Regions from separate parts of the Dromaius novaehollandiae genome. Here region 1 is linked to region 2. A link is a contact called in public Hi-C data. All regions are on one chromosome and are shown on one strand. Each heading gives the region's core, a stretch centred on a gene start, on an enhancer-like site or on the middle of the called end of the contact. The rest is flanking DNA. Distances are from core to core; before and after follow the strand shown.

Region 1 (6,221 bases), core at 1,490-3,989, 69 kb after region 2:
ACAGCTCACTCTCCCAGGGGCTGACTGTGGCACGCCGGACCCCGTTGTGAATAGAAATAGTGACGAGAGCCCATGGTATACCCTGCCTGTCTGCTGCTGCCTCCCTTTCGGTGCCAGGAGCAGGGGTTTAAGGCTCCTTCACTAGGTAAGCGGGCATGGGACGAGTACAGCACCTCTGGCGGGGTCCTATCGTGGCCTTTCCTTTGACCGCCACTGCAAACTGAGACTCTGCTGCCTGCCTGGACTCGTGTCAGTGACTTGCATTTAGAGTGGATTTGAGCGTGAAGTGAAACCCCTTGTGCAAACAGGTCAGCACCTCTCTTGCTGCTGCAGAAATGCACAGACAGCAAGGACCTCTGTGGTGAATGGGAACACAGAGATAATACAAAACCAATGAAAGGCCTTGCTCTGATGCATGTGTTTGGCATTCACCCCAATTCAGCAAGGCATGTTGGTGCAGTTTGAGTTCTGCTTGTGTGCTTAAAGGACATTCAGGCTTGCTAAATTGGAGTCTGGGTTCAGAAAAGGGAAAGGGAGAAATCCACTGGCTCCTAGGTTTAACATTGTCTCCATAGATGGTCTGCTTCTTTTGCAGTTGAAAATGAAAATCACTGTGACTTTGTGAAGCTGCGGGAGATGCTGATCCGAGTGAACATGGAGGACTTGAGAGAGCAGACGCACACCCGACACTATGAGCTGTACAGGCGCTGCAAACTAGAAGAGATGGGATTCAAGGACACAGATCCAGACAGTAAACCATTCAGGTAGGAGGAAGGTGTTCCTCGGGCCTTGGACAGCCAGATAGCTGTGAGGTCTTGGGGTTGCTGGGGTTTGGAAGAACAGGGGAGGTAGTAGTCCGCTGAGAGCGGCTTAGATCTGAAGTGCTGTTGGAGAGAAAAATCTTGTACAATGTAGATCTGCCCTCAGGGCCTAGGATTTGTGTACAGGAAAAGCTTGAGTGGTTGAGAAAGCTTATTTTTGCCTTAATATGTTGAAAATGTGTGCAGTCCTGCAGAAGGGCATACATTCTTTCTAGCGCCTGTAAAACATCCCTGGGGTGCTTGAATGGGATGTGTTTTGAGAGCAGAATACAACCCATTTCAGATCAACCTCGAAAGTTTAGGCAGAGGAAGTGGATCTCCACAGATCCTTCTGCAGCCTGTTGCTTAAGTTGTATCAGTTGTCTGTGCACCCCTCCCTGAGCTCCTCTTGCTCTGTCACGTCAAATGTGAGCTGCTGGCCCTCACTTGTAAGGCCTTTCAGTCTGTCTTCTGCCTGTTACCTGTCAGCCAGTACTGAAAAGTGTCCAACGGATTGATCCCCAAACCGTCCTCCTGTCACTCCTTATGTAGAGCAATTCTTTATTGGTCTAAGCAAGCTGATTTTGCTGTCCACGTTTGAAGCTGTCCATTGCTTTACGTGACAAAGGCTGCTGTGAGGATTGCTGCTTTCTCCTGGTTTCTTTCTGTATCCTCAGCAGAGTGGCAGGGACCTTGTTTTTGTAAGGCACCAAAGGAGGGTTGGTTGTGGTCTGCAGCCAGGGCTTGTAGGCACGTCTGATTTGGAACAGTTAACGCCAGTACCATTCTGGTTGACTTGGAAATTTTTCAGTTGGGAAGCTTATTCCCGCCCCCACACCCTCGTGCCTGCTTTCCTAAAACCTGTGACCTGTTCAGCTTCAAAGGGAACTAACACTCACCTTCCTACTGGTTCTGCCCTTGGCTGTACCGTGGGCTTTGTGGTGGCTTGGGTGAGTCTGTTGGACAGAGTTTGTCAGTCACTTCAGAAATTCCTCCTGACGCTTTTTTACCCCTGGAGAAGAGCTGATTTTGAGATACTCAGGAGATGCGTTAGTGCCACCTTTCCTCCACTGCAGGCTCGATTGCGTTTTGCAGCCAGCTTGCTCTGCCGACAGTCGAGGCCAGATACAATAGCTGGGTTTTAAAAGTGCCGTGAGTGCAGCTGTGTCTGTGCTAAGATGAAGGTGACTCACACTTTGAGGTACAACTGCTTAGCAAAAGGGTGATTCTGGAGAAATGCTTGTTGACTCTCCTGGAGCTGGTCTGATGCATGAGGTTTGGTTTATTGCTAAATACGATTTGTGCCGTCTCCAACAGCTTTATTGGTCTGAAGCCTAAGTCATTAGCCAGGGACAACAGCTGTGTGGGAATTTGGGAGGGGGTGGCTGCTTTCTCCCTTCATTTCCTGTTTCCCGTTCCTCCCTACCTTTTCCCCAAGAATGACACCCGCTGCCTTAGCAGTGTCCCACGGTCCTTGCTGCCCCAAGGGAGAGAGTCAGAATTACATGCATGTCCTTGCATCAGCGTGGGTTTACCCCATAACACACGTGCATGTCAGGAATTGGCGTGCCCATCACCGAGGTGGCAGACGTGTGGCCGGCTGGTGCGGATTGCCACGAACGTGATTCATCTCTGGCCCTCAGCAGTGGAAACCCAGGTGGGCTCCAGAGCCCGAGGCAGAGCAGGGGCCTTGTGCGCCTGTTTCTGGTTCCCTCGTGTCTGGAAAACGGCACTCCACGGAGAGCAGAGTTCGGCCTGTGCTGCTACATGGATTTTTCTTCAGTTCAGGGCTTGATTTGTGGCTTGCTGAGAATATGCAGCTGCACTTCTTTTGCAGTGGAGAAACTCCAGTGAAATCGGTCAGGTCCAGCTCTGTTACTAAGCCAAAGTGTGAGGCTTTATTGGATTTCCTTTCTAGAGAGCAGTGGCTTAAGATGGGCTCAGCCCTTCCCGTCCAGGAATCTGAGGAATTTCCATTACTTCCTGTACACGAGGCCTCTTTTGACCAAGCTATAAGTAGAAAGGAAATGAAAATGTACAGAATTTCTCCATCTGGTATGTGCTAGTTCAGAGCGGTTCATGCTGGGTGCCTCCTCCCTCCCTCCCTCCCTCCAGTAAACAAGCTAAACCCATGAACCGAAGCTGGTTTGCTGAGGCCAATGTACATCTGAAATGAGGGAAACATTAGGTTTGGTTCCTTCTGTTCTTCCTCCAGTGATCAAAAACAAGCCTTCCCCCGGGTCTGGGTTTTGGAAACCACAGGCACCACCATTCCTCAGCCTGTTTGCATCACTTCTGCCAGGAGCAGGAAGTCTTTAATAAATCTCAAGGCAAGCTGGACAAAAGACCTCAGCAAAAAATTCTGGCACTACATAGGCGACTGTGCTAGAAGCTGCGCAAACGGGAGACTGGCAGTGGCATGATCCCAGCTCACGTGGGCAGAGCGCATGGCACCGCTTGTCCAAGCTCTAGTGATGCCAAGCGAGCAGAGCCATAGGCATCAGTTGTGGGAATGGGAGTCCTCCGCTGCACAGAGAGCTCTCTGCTGTCAGACGTCTGATTTCTCAGTTGGTCTGGTTAATTTTCTCAAACTACTTTTTTTTTTTTTTTTTTTTTTTTTTAAACTGGGAATTTTTTGACAGTGCATCTTTAACTGTGTATCGTGTTTTGGGGAGTCAAGTTACTCATCTAATCCAGGTTCATATTCATATGTTTGTTTACTTAAAAAGCAAATTCCTTAGTCATTTTTGTGAGAAGCTGTAGAGTCCCAGTTGGCTTTGACTGTTGCTCCTTTGGGCTATGAGTGTTTTTTCATATGCAGTTTGCAGTTGCTGGGCCAGTTTCTCTGCTAACTTGGTTCTTCTGGATGTCAGAGTCGCTTCAGTAGAGATTTGGGTTTCTGGCTTTAGTTTAGTGGTAGGTTTTAAGCTTGAAGCTGAGATTTGCATTGAGCCTGGGTCAGTTTAAGGGCTGTTCTTAAGCACTAGCTCCTGCTAACCTTTTCTTGCTTGCCTATCATTCCACATTGTGTTTTTGGAAATGAGCTTTGTGAGAAGCTGTTTGCAATACGGGATATGATTAGCAGTGTGCACAGCTTTCCCTTTTGGTCTGTAAGGCTCTGCTGCTCCCTGGTACAGTATGTCAGTAATTGCAGATTTCAATTTTTGCTCATTGAGCAGCGAAGACTAATCTGTGCCCAGGGTTTTTCTAGGCCAGACACGTCAGAAAGATTTGTAAATTGAAGCGTTAGTGTCCGAAGTCAGAGGATTAAATCCAAGACTGAATTTTAAGGAGGTTCTGGTTTAAGCCTGTATCTGCTGTGACCAGTGTGGTCCTTGATTTAGTTCAGTACGTAAAGAAGTCTCTTGCCCCATTCCCAGGTGAAAAGATTTGTGTGTGTTTACACTCTTATGAGCATTTTTTGGTTCAGTGTCTGGTCATCTGGAATCATGCTATTCCTTCAGGTTGGCCAGCGCTGTGCAAGAGCAGCTCTGGGGCAGCCTGTCCTTGGAGTATTTCAGGAGGGATTTGGAGCACCCATCACTTTGGGATGTTAAGTCCAAGACTGAAGCACCTCTGTTGGGTTTTATTCCCTAGCTCAAAAGAATATCCCTGTGCAAGACAAGGCGATGCTTTGGCTTTAATGGGTTTATGATGTTTCACTAGCCTGGCGTTTAATGTGCCCCTTAGGTGTGTGCGTGCCAGGTAGATGAAGCAGCACATCTCTCCTGTATCAGTGGATTTTTCATTAAAAAAATGCCCTTTCAGAAAAGCATCATGGGGAAATAGTTATCATTCCCACACTATCATTATGTCTGAAACATCCAAATCCATTTAAGGAATAAAATGAAAAGGAATTTGGCGTTCAGGCTTCCTAAGAGGCTGTGAAAATCTCAGAGGTGCATGGACCACATGTTTTGTGTCTCAAATCATTGCTGCGGTATCTCGGTGCTGGGGAAATAAAGCAATGCCAAGAAGTAGAAGGGGATAAGGGAATGAAAGGATCCGGTAATGTGGAGGATCCTTTCCTCCTCAGAGGAGGAACACTGCCGCATATTCACAAAGGTTTAGCCTCCCTTGACAGCTAAAGGAGAAAGACATCTCCCAAGGTGGCTTTATCTAAATAAAGCTCCTGGTCTGAATCCATTAGCGATGATTTGTGAAAATCAGTTTTGCACTGTGACAGCGTTGTGCTTAATAAACCTCCATAAAGCCAGATTTCGTGCTCTGATATGCCCGTCTCTGCTCCGCACGTCTTTTACTTCAGATGAAGCGATTCAGGACAAACAGTGGGTGAGGCAAGAAGGTGGGAATCGAACACATCAGCAAGCTGTGTTAACATCAGCGATGGCCGCAGACGCTTACATAGTGGCTGTTTGTTTGGGCGGTCAGTCATCCTGCCTGCCAGGTGATTTCCAGGATTCTTAACAGCGTGCTCATTTTTACTCACCAGTTTGTTTCCACACTGCTGCCATCTAGCAAGCTAAGACTTGTTTTGGTGGAGGTGATCACACCTCTTGCAATTGAGGACCTCTGGTGATGTTTTGTGACAGGAGAATGCACTAAGATCACCAAAGGCTGGAAACTCGTTGGCATGCACGAAACACAGCTTTGACTGTTTTCTTTGTGTATTTTTAACAGTCTCCAAGAGACTTACGAAGCGAAGAGGAATGAATTCCTGGGTGAACTCCAGAAGAAGGAGGATGAAATGAGACAGATGTTTGTCATGAGAGTGAAGGAAAAGGAAGCAGAGTTGAAAGAAGCAGAAAAAGATGTGAGTATATCGTAACTCAGAGGGGAGTGTGTGTGAGGGTGTGGGCTGGGGATTTTCCAGGAGAGCCCTGTGAAGGTTACGCCTGCATTCTCCTGTCGAGCCTGAAAAGGGGCTTGGCTGGCATACACAGTTTCAGGGAGCAGATGTGGACTCATTTCCCAGCTCTGCCACAAACTTGTAGCATGACCCCATTGCATAAGTCCTCTGCCCCAATTCTCTGCCTCTAAAATGGGGCAGGAGTATTCCCTGGCTTTGGGCAGCCAGAGGAAGATATATCTTGGAGTGGGAGGTGCTGCAGCATGACAGGAACAGCTGCTGCATCCTCTTACCTCCATGGAAAGACGCCAGCCTTCCTGCGCCCTGGGAGTCCTCTCTGCTCCCTCACCTTTCCCTTCCCACCTAAAGAAGACAGTATGTTTGCTGCTCAGAGCAATGCTGATCTGCAGTGGATCTCTGGCTGTGCTACAGCCAGTGCTGCCCTTCGGGAGTGCAGTCCCTCCTGTCTAGAGACCCTCAGTGAGGAGATGAGGTTCCCTTGGACTTTCTGGAGGGCAGTAAGTGCGACTCGGCGCAGTCGTAGAGGGGCATTACAGAGCTATTCACGAGTGCTGCCCAAACGCAATTTGCTTGGCTCGTACAGCCATGTT
Region 2 (6,228 bases), core at 2,509-5,008:
CAGCTGAGCTGCACTGGGCAGGAGTACCCCAGCTGTCAAGACCACAGTGCCAGCCCCACACCCCAGGAAGCCCACCTGCAGCACTCCAAGGGTAAGATTTCATTACCTTTTGAGGTCCTCAAATGCTGCAGCAGTCCCAGTTCAATCTCTCATGGGTACCCATGGCAGGCAGGCAGCTTGGGAACAGGAGTAGCAGACACACCCCAAGGCATTGCATGAGCAAAGCAAAGAGGTTGTAGGTAGAAGAGACTATTTACTAGGCTTTTTTCCCTTCTCTGCCTAACTGCAGCTAGCTGTACTTGGCCCTTTCAGGGTTTAATATCTTCATTTCCACTGTTGGATATAGCCCTCAGGATGCATCTGGAGCTTAGCAGCCAAGTGCTAGAAAACAGCAATCCATGAAGCAGCAGATAGGAAGGGGAAAACTTATAAGGTCTTGTAAGAGCATCCACACTATCTGGTCCCACTCCAGGATTCACCTTTCACTCCCCATCTCTTCCCCTGGCAAGTGCAGTTAACCTGTCATGCCAGCCTGCAAGACAGCCACTGCCAAGCACATTCCCAGAGAGCAAAGCTGCCTGCAAGAGCCCAAGCCATGCCCTGCTCTGCATCAGTCCCCCCAGAAACAAGGGATAAGCAGTGCCCCTTGGACAGAGGTAGCACAGCACACTTCCTTAAGCCTCTCCACCACAGCTGAGTGGCTGGGACTAGTCCCAGAGTTGAGACCAAACAGCCAGGGACCACTTCCTGCAGGAAGCAGGGTCAAGAGAGCACCTACTGCTAAGGTAGCTTGAGTCACAATAATTCCTGCTTCACATGGCATATGATCAACCCAAATTCAGTACCAGCTGCAGTTTAAATAGGGACATAGGGGGATACATCCCCCTTCCCACTGTGCACCCCTGTAGCACATGTGCACACACACAGACAGGAGCAAGCAGATTAGTGCAGGAAACAGCAGAGGGAGCAGCCACAGCAAGTTTGGGTTTATTTCATTGTGCAGGAGGTGATGGGGAAGAAAACAAAACAAGCCACAGCAGTTAACTAAACTTGATGGCTTTGACTTGAAAGTCACCCTCCACAGCCAGGTATTCGATTTTCTCTATGCCCAAACGATTGGGGAACTGGAACTCCGTCTCAGCCAGCTTCACTGTAGCCTCTGCTGCATCGAAGGAGATGCACATCTGTAGAGAACCATAACAAGACCAACACATCAGCACTGACGAGCCAGGCCACCCACTCCCTCCGAGCTGGGCACAGGCCGAGGACAGATGAGGTAGCCACAGGTGGTTAAGTCAGTGCATGCCAGCTCCATCTCCTCCCTGCCCAGCAGATGCACCAAGGGAGGAAGCTGGTTTGCTCTGCCCAAGGGCAGCCCCAAGCTTCTGCCATGAAGGGATGAGACTGACCCAGCTGGAATCACAGGCCAGTTTTAATTGCTCTTACTGGTGTGGCTTGCAAAGGAAGGCCAGAGTGGAGACCTAACCACATCTGAGCTGCTGAGCACTGACTCAGGCAGAGCAGGGCTAGACTCTGTCAGCTCAGCTGCCAGGCTCTTGCCCTGTTGTTGCCTAGCTCTTTCCATACCTGCCCCCTTCTCCATCTCAGAGATACCAGGTGGCATTAAAAGCTCCACCCTTGCAGCATCAGTGCTGTGGTCTGTGCCAGGACCTGCACACATCCTCAGGGCCTCACCTCAATCTTATCGCCATGATGGAAGGGGAAGTCGGCCTTTCTGTCCTCCTCGCCCCATGCACCATCTTCCATGGAATTGCACACAACAGTGTTGATATCCCCCTTGCAGTCAAAGCGAGGGTTGAAATGCAGCATGAGTGTGCTGCTGTCCTTCCCTATGTTCACAGCGAACCTGGGGAGACAGCAAGCACTGCAGGGAGGCAGCACAAAAGAGCCCACCACCCTCTCCACCTCCCAACACACACACAGCAGCTCCAGTCACAGCTGCTCCATGCAGAGGCTGAGCCCTGCAGGAGCTCAGTCACCCTCCAGGGAAGGCAGGAGCCCATGTGGTCCACACCAGTGCCACATCCATCCATTCCTCTATCTCCCCACTCACCCTTTAGCATCCGACAGGATCTTCCCTTTGACCTTGATGCACTCTCCAGGCTGGACATCCAGCTGAGTGACCACCAGTCCCTGCAGGAACAAACCATAGGAGTTTGCCCACTCAAGGCAGGCCTACAAGCCTGCTGGGGCCAAGACAGGGCGGAAGCTAGGTCTGCCAGACCTAGCTTCATTTGGGACCGAGAGTTACAGCACAGGTTTTGAGCCATCCCAGCTGCCTCTAACCCCTCCGCGAGGAAATCGTGCCTCACAGCTGTCACCCCAGTGGTGGCACCCAGCCTGGGTAGCAATGCAAGCTGAGGAGGAGGTAGCTCAAGCAAGTCTAACAAGGCCAGGGTGCAGGCACTCATTTAGCAGCTGTTACAAGGGACACTCACAAGCAGGCTTGTACCTTGAAGTCAGCAGTAACAAGGGCCCTTATCACAGAAGTAAACAACCTTCATTACACTTCATGTCCTTCCCTCTCTCAGGGGAAGGGGGGCAGGGTGTCTCTGAGCAAAAAGGGCCACCAGAAACTTGGTGGCTTGACTTACAGCCATTGGCACAGAGATCAGGGTCAATGGAGCCCACTTTCAGCTGCAGGCCAGTAAAGCAAAATACAGACACCCCTTTGAGGCTTGCACCACAAATAAGAGTGCTTGTTCAGCTTGTTCCTTTTCTGGGAGTCACATTACTCTCTCCCTCACCTGTATATCCCAAAAATGGCACTTCACATTAGCAGAGTACCTCCACTAAAAGGAGGGTGCTGTTTTGCCATGTCAGACAGCACAACTCAGGCTGTGCTCCACAGCCTGTACTCCAAGCCCAGGCACATTGGTGCAGAGCTGCACATGATGGTTAGGGCAGGGGGCTAAATCCAGATCAGTTACATCAAATAATTGGGCTCATCCTCCTTTCCTGGCTTGCAGAAGCACATGCTTAGCAGCCATGGGCAGCTGTGGAGCACAGTGCCCACCTAGGGCTGCTACCCTGCCCCAAACAGCCTTCATGATCATGTCTACTCCTAGCTCTGCCCACATCTGAGACCCGATTCCCCCAGGCACTAAACTGCTTATCACCATAGCACTAAGGGCACCTACTAATACTGTCTTCCAGCTCTTTTTTATTACACTGCTCAAGTACAACCTAACACACAGCCTCAAGGCTGAATGGGTCCTTTCAAGGCAAGGAGAGCTAGGAGGCCAGGGGCAGCTGTAGCCATCCTGGATTCCTTTGCTGTGAAGTTGAGGGTTAGCCCAGACCTACACCTAAGAGACACTTTTCCAGAAGGAAAATACAAAGTTTAGATATATTCAGATATTGTAAACTGCAAGCAATCCTAAACTTTTAAGGCATTAAAAGATGCAGCAATCCATTAAAACAGCCTCCCCCCTTAAATAACATACACTAAAGAAAGGCAAGAGGAAAAAGAAAAACAGCTGATCAGCCCTAACCACTCTTCCCCCAGCCACATATCAGCCCAGCATTTCCTCTCAGCTAATCCTTTTCTTCTCTTTCCTCTGGCACCAAGCCCAAAACCCACACGTACCAAACCCTCATCCTGCTTGGCACACCCACCAAGTTAGAAGAGGACACTCACTTGCTTCATGCTGCAGACGCCAGGCAGGACACGCCACCGCCCCTACTCCACAGCCCAACGTGACTCAGCACTGTGCTCCAACAGCTTAAATCATTTGGGCAGGACTATCACATGATTGGGGGGGGGGGGGAAGAGGGAGTGAAGAAGGGGATCAATTGGAGCTGTTTGGGCGCTGGAGCATTCCCAGCCATTTAAAGTTGGTGCTGGGTTAAATCTGTATTGATATTGTTCTTTGCTGGCATAACGTGCACGATTTTTAAAGCTAGTGATTGTTTGCTTCTGTGTGATCCTAGAAATCCTTGCTGTAAACTCTTCTAGCTGCTGCTATGCAGTGTGTGTTGGTGCTTCTCCCAGGAGCCCGAGTGTGGCTCTGTGCCTGCACTGAGGTGGCTGCTTTTTGTTAAGTGATCCCTGACTAAAATCAGGGTTGGATTCCTCATGTTACCGCTGCGAAGTGACTGCCTCTGTGAATGTGTTTGTACTCATCCTTGCAGCCCAGCCTCATGCCTGTGAGGGAGACTGGACTGTCAGGAGCCCTTGGGTACAAAGCATTACTGCTTGCTTGCATTTAAATAAAACCCCACATTCAATGTCAGAATTTAAAAAGTGTCTAAAAGTTAAGGCTGTTTGTGTGGGACACTAGTACACATGAGAAATCAGGCTGCAGCTTTTGAAAAGTAGAGTGATCTTACTGGTTTGATTCCAGTTGCAAAAGACTCCAGAGGGAAAAGAGAAATGCTTTGTTAGCGGAGGAAGAGGCCAGGCAGGGCTGAGTGCAGCTGGCAAGAAAGGAGGCTGTTTTCCCAGCTAGTCCGTAACGCCTGCTGTTCCCCTTTACTGTGTCTCTTGAAAGCACATGATGTCACTGCCCCAAGGGGCTCTGCAGAGCAGGGAGGTGAAGGAGGTAGCAGATGAAGTGCTACGAGGGTCTGTGGGACAGGGTCAGCTGGTGCTGCTCTTAGCTTCGGACTGGCCTTAGGAGGGTCCTTAGGCCTCTGTGCCTCAGTTTCCCCCATGCCTAAAATGACAGTAGTGATGTGCAACTTCACAGTCCCACTATGAGGTTAATAAGGGCTTTTTAAAACTTCACTGGGAGCTGCTCTATAAATGCAGCATGTTACTTGTTGGTTAAGCCATGACTAGCCTGTGAGATAGATATCTGCTGATAACACTGAAACTGAGGATAGGAATTCATGGCTAGGTAGCAGAAGGAAACATGCTACCATGCAGGAGCCTACTAAAACTTCAGCAGCTCTGCTTGCTGCTATACGAACAAGTGTCCTGGCTCCTGACACCATACCTAACCCCAAATATCCTCCACACCCAGTTCTAACATTCACGAGACGTTTCAGCATCGCATACAACTCTGGATAAATCAAGCCTGGGCTGCGTTTGAACTGCAAAGTCACAAGTGTGATTTGGAGTCCGGTGGCTGGGGGTATTTAAAATAGGGCAAAAAAAACGCTGACTGAAAGTACTGCAGGGAAAATCCTGCACGTGCTCCGGCCTCCAACTAACTCCCTGACCATCCTCTGCATATGCAAAAGCCAGGCTGAAGTCAGGAGTTAACCGCAGGAGCAGACCTGGCGCTCGTAGCAAAGGCCAGCCACTGAGAACACGTCCCTCCATGGACGGTTCGGAGAAAGCCCAAGAAATTCCACCTTAAGTTTGCCCCCGTCCCTCGCATGTTAGCTGGGATCACATGTTACAGATAGGTTTTAGGCTCCTGCTTTCTGTGCGCCTGAGTTAGTGTGCAGTTGTTCCGCTGTTCGCTGCCACATGTGAGGGATTGAGCAAATTCCATTTGGTTGGTTGGGTTTTTGTATTTGTTTTCCATTCAGCTCTGCGAAACCCCTGGAAACCTCTCTTTTCAGTGCTGCCGTGTTTCTGGAGGCAGTGCTGCTGCTGAGGGGGGTTGCGGTGCCATGGGCTTAACATATTGGCTGCTCTGATGCCCCTTCGGAAACGCGCATTTCTTGTGAGCTGCTTTTCTGGCCTGGTGTCTCCTCCTCCAGCCCTTTCCTTCAGACAGGGAGATATCTTTCTGATTGTGCTTGGAGACTGTGCTGTTTGTTTTCCTTGAGTGCTCTGCCCTAACAGCCAAGCTGGGTTAGCAGAAAACCCTCTGGTCCTGCCCTGATTTAATGCTCCTGATCCTACGCCCAGTGGAATTAGCAGTGATTAGTGTCAGACGAGTCCTGAGATGCCAAACTGCCCTCCTTTACTCCTATCCCCCTGTGGTGGGGAGCCAGAAGAAGGAACATCTTCCCTTGCACAGCCTCCAGTGGGAAAACAAGGGAGAAAATCCCCCAGTGGGTCTCCTTCCCTTCCAGCACGTTTGCAGAGGGGTACAGGCTGCAAAGCAAGGCCACGCTGCCCTGCCCCATCCCGCCAAGGGTGACCCCAGACCCTCTGCGCCATGTGAGGGAGAGGACACTTCACACTGCCCACAGGGAAAAGACTGAGCCCTGACACTCTGCTTCCTGGGACAAAACGTGCAAGCCCACAGCAGGCAGGCAGGCAGGCAGAGGATTAGGATCCCCCCTCAAGGCCAGGAAAGGAAGGGA

The links. Hi-C and Micro-C count contacts between places; a contact is called where the count stands out from the background.
Region 1: a contact with region 2 is called in a Hi-C map of brain, with 3 times the contacts expected there. The contact joins the enhancer-like site here to the promoter of LOC112985130 in region 2. A contact is called at or near these places in 2 of 4 Hi-C or Micro-C datasets (brain and liver).

What each region holds. Positions count from the first base shown.
Region 1 is chr4:12,890,327-12,896,547 of bDroNov1.hap1, forward strand. SEPTIN11 (septin 11) reads left to right here. Exons shown (of 11, transcript XM_064510442.1): 7 at 596-764; 8 at 5,442-5,574. Among named protein-coding and RNA genes, the nearest start is that of SEPTIN11, 43 kb to the left of the region's middle. Within about 2 kb of position 2,740, at least 2 of the 2 cell types and tissues checked have open chromatin away from gene starts, as enhancers often do.
Region 2 is chr4:12,820,521-12,826,748 of bDroNov1.hap1, forward strand. LOC112985130 (16 kDa beta-galactoside-binding lectin) reads right to left here and starts at 3,759. Exons shown (of 4, transcript XM_026103530.2): 1 at 3,662-3,759; 2 at 2,075-2,154; 3 at 1,696-1,867; 4 at 947-1,184. The coding sequence starts at 3,670. The coding sequence ends at 1,041.